Linked DNA regions of Mus musculus: region 1 is linked to region 2. Evidence: chromatin contacts called from public HiCAR-type data. All regions are on one chromosome and are shown on one strand. The core of a region is the stretch at or near the end of the contact, and the rest is flanking DNA. Distances in the headings are between cores, read along the strand shown. Region 1 overlaps Mmgt2 (membrane magnesium transporter 2). Region 2 overlaps Pigl (phosphatidylinositol glycan anchor biosynthesis, class L).

Evidence for each region. HiCAR-type assays count read pairs that join an accessible place to other places.
Region 1: a HiCAR-type map of embryonic stem cells shows a contact between it and region 2, with 3 times the contacts expected there. The contact joins two enhancer-like sites. A contact is called at or near these places in 7 of 39 promoter capture datasets (the HPC-7 cell line, cranial neural crest, embryonic stem cells and 4 more), 4 of 484 Hi-C or Micro-C datasets (the G1E-ER4 cell line, embryonic stem cells and liver), 3 of 115 datasets of contacts at active chromatin or transcription factors (all in embryonic stem cells) and 2 of 9 other capture datasets (adipose tissue and pancreatic islet).

Annotation. Positions count from the first base shown.
Region 1 is chr11:62,659,121-62,665,357 of GRCm38.p6, forward strand. Mmgt2 (membrane magnesium transporter 2) reads left to right here. Exons shown (of 2, transcript NM_175002.2): 2 at 5,550-6,237. The coding sequence starts at 5,708. The coding sequence ends at 6,079. Among named protein-coding and RNA genes, the nearest start is that of Mmgt2, 14 kb to the left of the region's middle. Within about 2 kb of position 2,286, at least 9 of the 459 cell types and tissues checked have an H3K27ac peak or open chromatin away from gene starts, as enhancers often do. A contact at or near this core is called in embryonic stem cells, where this site is marked.
Region 2 is chr11:62,506,495-62,513,462 of GRCm38.p6, forward strand. Pigl (phosphatidylinositol glycan anchor biosynthesis, class L) reads left to right here. Exons shown (of 7, transcript NM_001039536.4): 4 at 1,233-1,300; 5 at 3,326-3,357; 6 at 5,644-5,777; 7 at 6,410-6,968. The coding sequence ends at 6,508. Among named protein-coding and RNA genes, the nearest start is that of Cenpv, 29 kb to the right of the region's middle. Within about 2 kb of position 5,312, at least 40 of the 459 cell types and tissues checked have an H3K27ac peak or open chromatin away from gene starts, as enhancers often do. A contact at or near this core is called in embryonic stem cells, where this site is marked.

The sequences.
Region 1 (6,237 bases), core at 1,036-3,535, 150 kb after region 2:
GTTGAGTTTTTGCATTCATTTTTGGTCACAGCACTTGGGAGGCAGAGGCAGATGAATCACTGAGTTTGAGACCAGCCTGGTTTATGTAGTGAGTTCCAGGTCAGCCAGGAGTACATAGTGAGATGCTGTTTCCAAACAACAGCACAAAAACAGAACAAATAGCAACAGCAACAACAAAAACCCTCATAACTTATTCAGAACAGCCAGAAGGTGGAGCTAACCTAGGCCTGCTGACAAACAGCTACATAAAAATGTCATGTAGTCATTCAGGGAGTTACATTTGGCCATAAAAAGAGAGGGAATTCTAATTCGTAGTATGGTATGGGTGAACTGTGTAAAATAAACCATCACAAAATAACAAATATTGCTCGACTTCACAAACGGGCATGCCTAGGGCAGTCACACTCAAAGAGTCGCACAGAAAGAGAGGGGTGTGGATTGTGTAGTACAGAATGTTGGTTTTGCAAAGATGAAAAGAGCCTCAGAGACTGATGGGTAGAGGATGCAGAGCACTGTGAAACAACCGTGCAAATGCTTAAAGATGGCAGCATTCGTAGATCCTGTGTCCTGGTGTGCTTCATCCCCACAAAAAGAAAAAAAAAACAGTCACACGACAACAGCTTCATGTGAAATAAACTTTTTAAAAATCCTTTTTTAGAAAAAGATGTATTTATTATTTTTATTTATTTATTTATATGCGTACACTGTAGCTGTCTTCAGACACACCAGAAGAGGGCATCATCGGATCCCATTACAGATGGTTGTGAGCCACCATGTGTTTGCTGGGAATTGAACTGAGGACCTCTGGAAGAGCAGCCAATGCTCTTAACCACTGAGCCATCTCTCCAGCCCTTTCAGATCTTTTTTGTACACTGAGCATTGAATGAGCCGTCTTATGTCGGGCATGAGGCTTTTCAATGAGAGTGGGATTTGTGGACTGGAAGAGACTATAGCAGTATATGCAGGCAGGTTATATAAAATGTTCAGAGCGACACAGTTCTACTGGTGGTATGGGATGAATAGCCAGTTCTCCTTCTCCCTAGGTGGCCTGGGAACGTCAGTGTAAAGCTGATATATAACCGGAAGCCTGAAACATAACAATATTCTCACTACATTTTGCTGGCTGAGGAGGGACAGGTTTCATCAGTGTCTGGTTCAAGCACTTCCTGGTATACTCCATCTCCACACTTGATTCTTTGGTGATTGAGGAGGCCCCAGCCAGCCAGCAGAGAGCACGGGGCCTGGAAAGGTATTTGGACAGTGTCCTGGACTTTCACTGAATGATAGACACCACCAGTTATTCTATTTTGTTAAACTAACTAGCAAGTGAAAGAAAGGAATCAAGGTTGGTGTTCTCGGGCCTGTTTGTAGAGAGTTACACACATGGGGTTGTGAAAAATCAGCTGTGGGGCTGGAGAGAAGGCTCAACAGTTTAGAGCTTGGTTCTCTTGCAGAGCTCCCCGTTTGGTTCCCAGCACCCATCTGTAACTCCAGTGCCTGGGGAACTAGATGCCCTCCTCTGCAGGCACTATACATGATACACATACAGATACATAATTAAAAACAAAAATCTTTTTAAACTTGCTTATTCGGGTCCAGATTGCGCTGCTCAGCTGGAATACTTAGACTTTACATGAGAATCCTCATCGCTCGGAAACTCCAGCAGCTATGTTCTTTCTTCCCAGTTGTGTTTCAAATGAATCCTTATTGATTGATCACACATCGCAATCAAGTTATTTTCCAATAACCACCTTTACTGAGTTTCTAGAGCCTTGTATGTTCTTATGAATATAGAATCTAATACTTCAATCTGTAGCAGTCTGCAAATCTAGAGTTCATGGGGACGACAAGCTAAGCCCAGACACTCAGCTCAGAGCTTTCCGTGGAGTGCAAAGGAATCCCCCATCCACAACAGCCAGGAAAGCTGTTTAGCAAAGTAACACCCTGCTGGCAGGTGTTTAGGAGATAAAGCAAACTATTGGCATCCCAAGGCTTGCCTGGCTGTTACTACTTCCTGTTTTTAACAGACACAAAGGAATCATTACAGTCCATTTCCTGGAAATAACATCCTTCCTAAGAGCCTGTTTCATCACCCTCGGAAAGAACAAGAATTGCTTAGATGTTCAAAAATATTGTCTTACATTACGCAAATAATAATAATAAAAATCTTGTTTCTGCATAGAAATTTCAGGGGACATGTAACAGCCCAGAAAGACTATTCTTTACAGACAAGCCAGCGTGGTAAAACAAAACAAAATAAGCAACAAAAGAGTCTTAGTTCCAGTCACAAAGGAAGAGAACAATTAGAAGCCTTAGCGAGGAGTAGTACACATCACTTCAGGTCACTTCTGTAATTGTCACATGGTCCCACTAAATTGCAAAGGACGCTAGAGTGTTTCTTTTCGAGTTGTCCTGGCTTTGCCAAGCAGTGAGTGCGGCATCTCTGGAGATTATTCTCCTAGTCTGGTAACAGCTCAGCTGAGAACTTGAGGACACGTCATGCGGTTCTCTCTGGGTCTTCAAGCCAGCGCCTCTGCTACTCTGTCAGTAATTTTGTGAGCAAAACGGAACAGCAATCCTCGGAGCTTTGCAAGTGATAAAGAGGTTGAAGGTGCTATTTCATTACATTCAATATCCAGCTGACAGGCTGTTTCTTTCTTTTTTTTTTTTTAAAGATTTATTATTATATCTAAGTACACTGTAGCTGTCTTCAGACACACCAAAAGAGGGTGTCAGATCTTATTAAGGATGGTTGTGAGCCACCATGTGGTTGCTGGGATTTGAACTCATAACCTTTGGAAGAGCAGTCAGTGCTTTTACCCGCTGAGCCATCTCTCCAGCCCCTGACTGTTTCTTTCTTATGTAGAACAATTGTTCTTACTTGAGGGTGACTTTTGTGCCCAAGGTTTCTGTATTAAGGTTCTCTAGAGTTACAGAACTTATTGAATGAATCTATCTATCTATCTATCTATCTATCTATCTATCTATCTATCTATCTATCTATCTGGAATTAATTGGAACAACTTAAAGGCTGCAGACCAACTAACCCAACAATGGCCAGCTGTGAGTGGGAAGTCCAAGAATGTAGTAGTAGTTCGGTCCTACAAGGCTTGGTGTTTCAGCTGGTCTTCTGTCTAAGCTGGAACCCTGAAGAATTAGGCTCCAATAGACGTGCTGGCAATAAGTGCAAGCAGGTGAAGAAGGAACGCTCCCATCTTCTGTTGTCCTCCAGATCTGGATTAAAGATGTGTGTCCATCCAGATTAAGATCTTGTGTTGTCTTCCTGCTTCAAGATCCAGATCAAAAGTGTGCCCTCTGTGGATTGTAGTTCATTCCAGATATAGTCAGGTTGACAACCAAGAATAGCCAACATGGTTTGCACACTATTTTCAAACTAAACAGCAAGTGATAAAAAGTCATAAACCTGGAGTTTTCAGGCCTGTTTGTCAGAACAATTCACATGAGGTTGTAAAACTCCAGCTGTGGGACTGGAGAGATGGTTCAGTTGTTAGAGCCCCAGGTGTGGTCGCCAAGATCCCTGGTCTAATTCTGGAATCCACATATGGCTCACAACCTTCTGTAACTCTGGCTACATTTTCCAGTGCTAAGAGATAATAAAACAGTTTGTTACATTTATTTATTTATGTGTGTTATTATTGTAAGCCAGGCTGGCCATGAACTCAACAGAAATTCACCTGCCTCTGCCTCCCAAGTGCTGGGATTAAAGGTGTGCGCCACCATGCCCAGCTGGAGAGACATTTTTTACTGTCAGGACTGGGGCTGGGGAACTACTGGCATCAGATGGGTAGGAGCCAGAGGTGGTGTTAAGCACCCTACTGTGCACTGCACAGTCTTCTCTCTAAAGAGGAATTAAGTAGTCTAGCATGTCAGTGGTGTCACAACGTAAAGACCCTTGATAGGGGAGCTGGAGAGTTGGCTACACAGTCAAGAGCATGTGTTCCTCTTTCAAAGGACCCAGGTTCAGTTCCCAGTACCCACATAGTGGCTGAAGGCCAACCGCCACTCTAGTTCCAGGATATCTGACACCATCTTCTGCCTCCTTTGGGTGCCAGGCATGCTAGAGGTTCACATACGTACATATAGGCAAAACAAAGGAATAAATAAAAAGTCTGACACAGAACTAGAATATGAGCACCCAAATGCCTGCCACCCAGTTCTCTCAGAAAGTCAACCTGGCTGTCCACCCCATTAATCTGCTGTTCTAAGCATTGGGAATTATAGTTCCTGACCAGTGTGTACCCTGGCCTCCTTTGCAGCATGACTCTGTGGCTGGTTCTCACCAGTGGTACATAATCAAGAATGAAGTGTGCCACGCCCCCCCACCCCGCCCCCCCGCCCCACCCCGCCCCCCCCCCCCAAGGATTCTCTTTCCCTTTCTGCTGGCAGCATGGAGATGACTACTAGGATCTATGGGAGAGCCAGAGTTGCAGCCTGGATCCTTGAGTCACCGTAGGGAGAGCTGCCCATCCACTGGAAATATAGGTGGCATTTTAAAAAGTTGTAGTTTTTGTTATTACTGTGTGTGTGTGCCACACAGCATGCATGTGGAGGTCAGAGGACAGCTTTTGGGAGCTCCTTCTCCTTCCTTGGTTGAGGCAGGTTTTATTGTAGTTTTCGTGCATGTATGCCTGTGCATCACATGCGTGCCTGATGCCCTCAGAGGCCAGAAGAAGGTGTTGGATTCCCTGGAACTAGAGTTGTAAGCTACCAGAGATGCTAGGAATTAACCACAGGTGCTGGGATTAGAGGCGTGAGCTTTCCTGTTTGTGTCAACAGATACCAAAAGAGTGTATCTCATTTTAGTGACTAAGTTGCTCCCAAACCTATAAATAAATATGTACATTCCCTCTGACTTGTCTTGACACAAGGAGCCTCAGTAAGCAGAGAGAACTCTGAATAGGAAGAGCACACCTTTTAATCCCAGTGCTCAGGAGGCAGAGACAGACAGACAGATCTCTGATGTCCAGGCCAGCCTGGTCTACAGAGTGAGTTTCAAAACAGCCAGGGCTACACAGAGAAACCCTGTCTCTGTCTCAAAAACAAAAACAAAAACAAAAAACAAAACAAAACAAAAAACAAAGAAAGGAAAAAAGAAAAGAAAAAGGAACATTATCTCAGTTACCCTTGTAACCGAGGTTAGCCTAGGGTCGATTCCAAGCCACTGAGTGGCTGTCCCTGCTCTGTGTGTGATGCAGTTACATCATCAAGTTGGTCAACTTGATTGAGCCACAGGATATGCAGATATACGGCTAAACATTGTTCTGGCTGCAGTATTTCCTCCAAGACTCATGTGTTCAAGGTTTGGTTGCAGCCAAGATAGGACCAGCAAGATGTAGTGGTGTGATATCTGTAATCTCAACACCTAGGAAGCTGGGGCAAGAGGATTGCCGCAAGTGTGAGGTCAACCTGGGCTACACAGTGAGACGCTGTCTGTAATACACATGAGGAGGAGAAGAGGAGGGACTAGTGGGTAAGTTAAGTCGTTGGGGTTTGGCCTGATCCTCTCTCTCTCTCTCTCTGCTTCCCAGTGGCCGTGAGCTAAGTGATCCCACCTTGATGTACTGCGCTGCTACAGGTCCAAAGTGACGAGGCCAGACGAGACTGAACCAAGACAAGTCTTTCATTTCCTTAGCATATTTATCCCAGTGTGGAAGGCTAGCTCTGGGGCAGCGATTCCTTCGGAACCATGGTGGCGTGGCTGTGGAAGGTGCTGATGGGCGTCGGTCTCTTCGCCCTCACCCACGCGGCCTTCTCAGCTGCTCAGCATCGCTCTCATGCGCGACTGACAGAAAAGAAGTATGAGCCGCTGCCGGCGGATATAGTTCTCCAGACCCTTTTGGCCTTTGCGCTTACCTGTTACGGCGTGGTTCATACTGCAGGGGACTTTAGAGACAGGGATGCCACTTCGGAACTAAAGGATATGACATTTGACACCTTAAGGAATCGCCCGTCTTTTTACGTGTTTCACCGTTCTGGCTACCGACTGTTCCAGCGTCCGGATTCAACCCATTCTTCAAACCTCAGCGCGTCATCTTCTGACTTACCGTTGAAGTTTTGAAAGCTCAAATCACCGCACCATTCAGCTTTTTAACGAGTTAAGTAACAGGACAGACGCAGAATTAAGTACCGGGATTTGGGATGTGAAACACCCCCAACACATCAGTATTTTTACTGATATTTCAGACTTAATTAAAAAAAAAAAAGCTCTATAAATAA
Region 2 (6,968 bases), core at 4,062-6,561:
GCACATATGTAATCCCAGCACTTAGGAAGTGGAAGCAAACAGGAGTTCAAAGTTATCCTCAGCTATGTAGTGGCTTCTAGACTAGCCTGAGCTATATGGCAGACCCTAACTCAACCCATCCCCACCCTGAAGTCAAACTGTCTTTTTTTTTTTCCCCTTTAAATCCATCTGTGCAGAAATTAAATGTTAAGAGTTTAGACAAAGCTTATAGATGAAGATATTTTTGCAAATGGAACGAGAGGCAGCCTAAGATAGACTTCTGTGAGTCAATCCAGGACATTGTACCTGTGGTGTGGCATAAGGAGGGGAACCCCAGCGAATCAGGCTGTTTCTACCTGAATGATTCCTATGTAGCAGTCATGGAGGAAAATGCAAGTGATAAGAAACAAATATCTATTGAGACAGGTTCTCATGTATCCCAGGATGGCCTCAGACGCATTCTCGCACCACCACATCAATGTATATAGTGCTGAGGAACAAACCCTGGATTTCATGTGTGCTGGGCAAGCACTCTACTCATACCCAAAGCCTACAACAGAGGTGTCCTGAGCCTTGGAGTCATGAAAACTTGACATTCATCTCTACAGCCCACGTAGGAAACAAACAAACCAAAAACCAGGCATGGTGCTGTGTGCTTCTGGTCCCAGTACTGGGGAGACAGGCGAGCAGGTCCCTGGGATTCTCTGGCCAGCCAGACTAGCCTGGTCAGCAAGGTCCAGATCAGCAAGTGAGAGACCCTGTCTCAGAAACAAGATGGGCAGCTCCTAGGGAACAACACCCACAGTTCTCTGGTCCCCACGTGCACATACATGCATGTGCAACAAAGATTTGGAAGATGAGTTTGTGTGGATGGGGTAAATTCCGCTCTCTCCTACTGCCAGAGCCAGGAGTGAACCATAGAACCCACCGCTGCCACACACAGATCTAACTGCTGAGAAGCTGTTTCAGATCCTCAGAATCAGAAAAGTGCTGGGTAGCAAGTGGTACAAGCATTTAGTCTCAGCCTGGTCCAGAACTGCCGGGGACACTGAGAGAAACCCCTCATTAAAAAACCAACCAAACAAACAAACAAAAAACAACTAAACCATAACTGACAAAAACAAAATTTGAAAAGTTGCAGAGCTCTGCCCTTTCCTTCCCCAAAGGAATGGTGAAGGCTGCTTTGAAGCTGAGGCAGCAAAGAAGCCATTCAGTACCTCTGAATGAGCCCTTCCTCCCGGTCTGCCTTGCAGGTGGTGACTTTTGATGCAGAAGGAGTCAGTGGTCACAGCAACCATATTGCTTTGTACAAAGCTGTGAGGTATGCTTCTCTGAGGGATGGGCGTGGGAACGGGGTGATGGATGTGGGAAGGAAGTGGTCCTCCATTTGCTCAAGGGTCACAGTTACTCAACACTCCCTGCCTGTTGTCTGTGCCAGCAAACCTACCAGTGTCCCTGTACAGCCACTGCTGCTCTGTTGCTCACCTACCTCACCACATCCTTTATTTTTAAGGTGTTTTGCTTTCAAGTATGTCAGCCTGGTTCTCCCTTCAGTGAGGTGCCTCTATAAGGCTCCCATGTAGGCAGACCTGACCTGACGGCTCCCCAACCTTGTCTTCAATTGTATGCAACTTTGAAAGATACCAGAAATTATTGCTGTCATATTGTTGGTAGGAACAGGGGCTCCATTTTGTTCCAGGTCCACATAGAGCCTTGTTTTTTTTGTTCTTTTTTTTTCATTTTTTATTAGGTATTTAGCTCATTTACATTTCCAATGCTATACCAAAAGTCCCCCATACCCACCCACCCCCACTCCCCTTGTTTTTTTTTTTTAAGATTTATTTATTTATTATATGTAAGTACACTGTAGCTGTCTTCAGACACTCCAGAAGAGGGCATCAGATTTTGTTATGGATGGTTGTGAGCCACCATGTGGTTGCTGGAATTTGAACTCAGGACCTTCAGAAGAGCAGTCGGCACTCTTAACCACTGAGCCATCTCGCCAGCCCCTAGAGCCTTGTTAATTTGCACTCAGGTATGTACTACAAACAATCCAGGAGCACCTCAGCAGACAGTGGGTAGGGTCCTTGAGTAGGACTTAGCTAGTTCCATCTCTGCTTGTGAAAGACCCACAACGTGAGGACTCCCTCACGTTCTGACTCAGGAGAGGCGACACCCCAAAATCACCAACGAGAAACGGTCTTGCTGCAACCTGCAAGAGGATTTTTATTCAAGAGCGCTCTCGGGCCCACGGTCATACACCACGCAGGGGTAGAGGACCGTGGCGCCCCGAGTAGCTGAGTAAGGGGGTATTTAAAGGAAGAAACCACAACTCAAGGAGGTGGGGAGGGCGTTGTTGGAAAATACCAAAAATACCAGTTAAGAGTCACAAGGAAGTACAAAGTCACAAGTGTCACAAGGAATGGTAACTGTTAACTCTCAAGACAGTTTCTAAGAGCCCCTAACAGTAGCACCTTTGCATAGCGGGTTCCCGCAATGGTCAGGGTGGGTCAGGGTGACTTTCTTTGAATGAATACTCTTTGAACGCAGGAAGTAGGTGGGTGGAGGAATGTCGCTATCTGTTTTATGATTAGCATACCTTGGAGCACTGAGTTTACTATTCTTTCACTTGTACTTGTGGCTTTTTGTCAGTTTGACACAAGCTGGAGTCATTTGGGAAGAGGGAATGTCAATCAAGAAAAAGCCTCCATCAAAATGACCTGTAGGCAAGTCTGTGGGTCATTTTCTTGTTTGATGATTGATGTGGAAGGGCCCTGCCAACTGTGGGTGATGTCCTCTGGACAGGTGGACGTCAGTGTATAAGAGAGCAGGCTGAGCAAGCCAAAAGTAGCAAGCCAGTGAGCGGCCTCTGCTTCAGTTCCTACCTCGAAGTTCCAGTGTAAGTTCCTGCCCTAACTTCCCTCCTGATGGACTGTGATCTGGGAGTTTTAAGATGATATAAACCCTCTCCTCCTCCCAAAGTTGTTTTTGGTCTTGGTCTTTATCATGGCAACAGAAAGCTAACTAGGACACTAATAGATTTTTAGAGAAAAACAAAAAACATCGAGGGTAGTTATCTCATCTCTAATGGGCAAAACTTGAGGCCAGATTATTCCATAATCCACAGACCAACTTCTGGATTAAGCTGTGTGGGAATGAAATGCCATAATCAGAAGTGTGGAGTCCTGTAGATTTAGATGTTGACTTATGCAATAGAAACTTCCGGGAGTCTCGTGTGCTTGGCTGGGCCATGGGCCTGCAGGCCTTGCTCTGAAGGTCCCTCCTGTTTACACAGCAGAGTGGGTGTCTCGTGCTCCCTCTAATGTTCCTCCTCTCCATCCTCCAGGGCCCTGCACTCAGGAGGGAAGCTGCCTAAAGGTAAAGAAGGCTTTTGTTGTTTGGGTTTCTGGTTTTTTGCAAATAGACAACAGTCACTACTCTTGTAAGGAACTTACCAAGGAAATTTGCAAATATTGTCAGCCCTCCATATCTATTAATTTCTATGTTATCTATGGACTTAACACCATGGGAGCAGAATTATTCAAGGGGATGCTGGAGACCAGGCTCCCCAGTTAAAAGCACGCTCTTGCAAAGGACCTGGGCTCAGTTCCCAGGACCCATATCAGGCAGACTACAACACCTTATAATACCAGTCCCAGGGCATTCAGACATCCAGTGCACGAATGTGGTGCACATAAACTCATGCAGGCACACGCACACGCAAAAACATATTTAAATATGCAAGAAGAAAAAAATGGCACCTATACTGAGCATGCAGATTCTTCTCTTCTTATTAGTCCTAGACAATGGAATACAGCAACTATTTCCACAGCATTTCCTCACATTAGAGAGTATAAGTAACCCGGAGATGAATTCATGTATACAAGAGGATGCGGATAGGTTCTGTGTAAACACTGCATCATTTTATGTCAACTTGGTCATCAGTAATTGAAGTATTTGTGGCAGTCCTAGAACAGTACCGCTGGGGACTGAAGGACACATATTCAGGGTGGCCCTAGACTGTGCAGTGTTGTAAGGTGTGCATGGCAGGTTCTGGGCTGGCCTCCCTCACAGGGGTGACATGAGATCAGAAAGTGAACCGCGGGAGCTGAGTGCTGTCTCCACAGACTGAGTGAGGCCTTAGGAGCACCACTGGCCACCATTGTCCACCACGTGAGACAGGCAGGCCTACACTGCCCACACCACTTTATCAACTAGGAAGCTAAACTCCAGAGCAGTTAAGAGACTTTCCATGCCAAAACATTTTCAGAGATGGGGTGCCAAGGACCAGCCTTGGCTTGGAGAGGGGTTCTGAGAGAAGGCCTGACTGGGACCTGGGGAAACAAACGACTCAGGTCAAAGCATGGGTCTGAGCTGGTGGCCTATGTTCTGCTCAAGACAGCTTTTCAGTCTGCTTTCTCTGTTTTTCCTTCTCTGGAGATCTTTAGCCAGTTACCTCTGTGTTCTGCTTGTGCCTATTCTCCAAGCAGTTCTCTGACCTAAAAACTTCTCTGCATAGCTCATTCCCACTGATCTTTTATTTTACATACCAATCTAGTCCTTTACTCTACTCCTGGCTTCCTTTGGATTATCCTATCAAACTGCATCCGGTGATCCCAGCCCTTTGTTATGGGAGAGCAAGCGCATTTTTTTTAAAGTTGCAAAAGAATTCGGAGATCCGCCTGCCTCTGTTACACAAGGCAACAAACTAGTTGGGTGGGACCCCACCCAGAAATTACCTTTTCAACCACTGCAGAGCCTGGACCTAAATTCCTTATCCCACGCTGACCTTGAACTCAGGAATCTATGTAAGCACAACAACAACAAAACTTAGCCTGCTCTAAATCTCTTTATCTTCCTCCTAAGTATCTGACAAGTTGGCTCACAGTGCAGCTGCCTCAGTCCCTTTAGATCTATGAAGCTCCTTACACAATTTATATTACATAGTCATATTTTACATAGTTGAGAAATTTTATATTTTCAAACTCATGGTTTTAGAGTTCTTTTCATAACCTTAAGGGCTGTCTTGTAGGTCCCAGCATTTACCATTTTGCTGAGACACTAGCCACACCTATGCCTCCAGGACTAGTGCAGTCTCGGAATCCCGTGGAGTCATTATCATTTACTGCTAGGCCGGAACAGAGGAATGCAAACATATGTACATTATTATGCAAACAAGCCTTTTGCCCACAGCAGCCCATGAGGCTTTGGAAGGCCAGTTGGTCCTGATCCAGAGGCGGGAACCAATTCACTCCCCCACCACCAAGGCCATGCCAGACCCGGCAATGGGGTCTAACTCTGAAGCCTAGGCTGGCTTCCAAGTGCTGTGATTACAGGTGAGAGCCAGCTCACCCAGCACCTGGTGTCAGAGCACAGCTGGAATGAGTCTTTAGTTTCCCAATTTAGAAGTTCCTGTTTATCACCTTTCCTCAGCCCTCTAGCAGCCCAAGTGGAAGCTCTTGCACGGACACTCACAGCTGTGGAGCACTTCTGCCACCTGGCAGTCCTCCCCTGTGAGAGAATGCTGGTGAGAGCCACAAAGCACCTGGCAGCTGAAGAGCATCTGCCTTGCCTGCCTTGAGCCACTAGGAGAGGGAGGGTGCTCAGGGGAGCACCTGGCTGAGAGCAGCACAGTGATCCCATCCGCCATCCCTCCTTGCCCAGGGTGCTCCGTGCTCACGCTCCAGTCTGTGAACGCGCTTCGGAAGTACGCCTTCCTCCTGGATCTGCCCTGGACTCTGCTGTCACCCCAGGATGTTCTCTTTGTGCTCACCAGCAAAGAAGTGGCACAGGCCAAGGTAAGATATGAATCTCCTGATACTGTACTGTGACCCCAGCCTCATGTCCCTTGGCTCTTCAAAGCCCTGCTACCTGCGACAGTGCGCCACATGCTAGATTATTCCACCTGGCTGACTAGCTTTTCAACGACTTGGGCTTTTTTTTTTTTTTCCTGATTATAAAATGTATAAACCGGGCGTGGTGGCGCATGCCTTTAATCCCAGCACTTGGGAGGCAGAGACAGGTGGATTTCTGAGTTCGAGGCCAACCTAGTCTACAAAGTGAGTGCCAGGACAGCCAGGGCTACACAGAGAAACCCTGTCTCAAAAAACCAAAAAAAAAAAAAAAAATACATACACCATCATCAGTGAAATGAAAACAAGCGGCTGGAGAGCTGGCTCAGTGGTTAGGAGCACTCGATGCTCCCATAGAAGATCTGGTTTCAGTTCCTGTGCCACAGCCATCTGTAACTCCAGTTCCAGGGGGTCTGTCACCCTCTTTTGGCCTCCTTGGTTACTACATACCCATGCACTCAAGCACTGACATACATATACATCTAAGAAAGCGTAGAGCTCCCAGTGGGGCAGTGAGAGGGAGGGTCTGCAAATAACAGGCCCAGAGTGAGTGCCAGCATGTTCTCTGATTCTTCCAGAAAGCCATGTCCTGCCACCGCAGCCAGCTCCTCTGGTTCCGATACCTCTACGTCCTCTTCTCCAGATACATGAGAATCAACTCACTGCGGTTCCTCTGAAGCCTTGGAGAGTGGTCAGACCCTCAGAACAAGAGGGAGAAGCAGAGCAAGAAGTCGTCTGGCCAGGCTTTGGGCTGATTTACCTGCCTGACCCAGGGAAACCCCAGCAAAGCAGCGTCTGCCAAACAGGGACCACATGAAGGATGGGTCACCCCAACCCAGCTTCCTCTTCTGAGGAAAACCTGCCAAAACCAAGCCTACACCAACACAATAGTAGCCACCCCACTAATTTACCAATAGTTTGCATGATAACAGAGTTTGCACCAGACATCCAGCAAAGCCTAGGGAAGTTGTCTTTACCACAAATGTGTGTAAATGTGCCATAGAACTAGTTCACAGGTGTGATGTTTACATGGTTTCCAGACCAGGCTGTTTTGGTCAGTCTTCTGTTCCTGTAGCTGAAACACCGCTCACAGGGCATCTGCAGAGCTGCGGTTTTCTTGGATCACAGTTCTGAAGC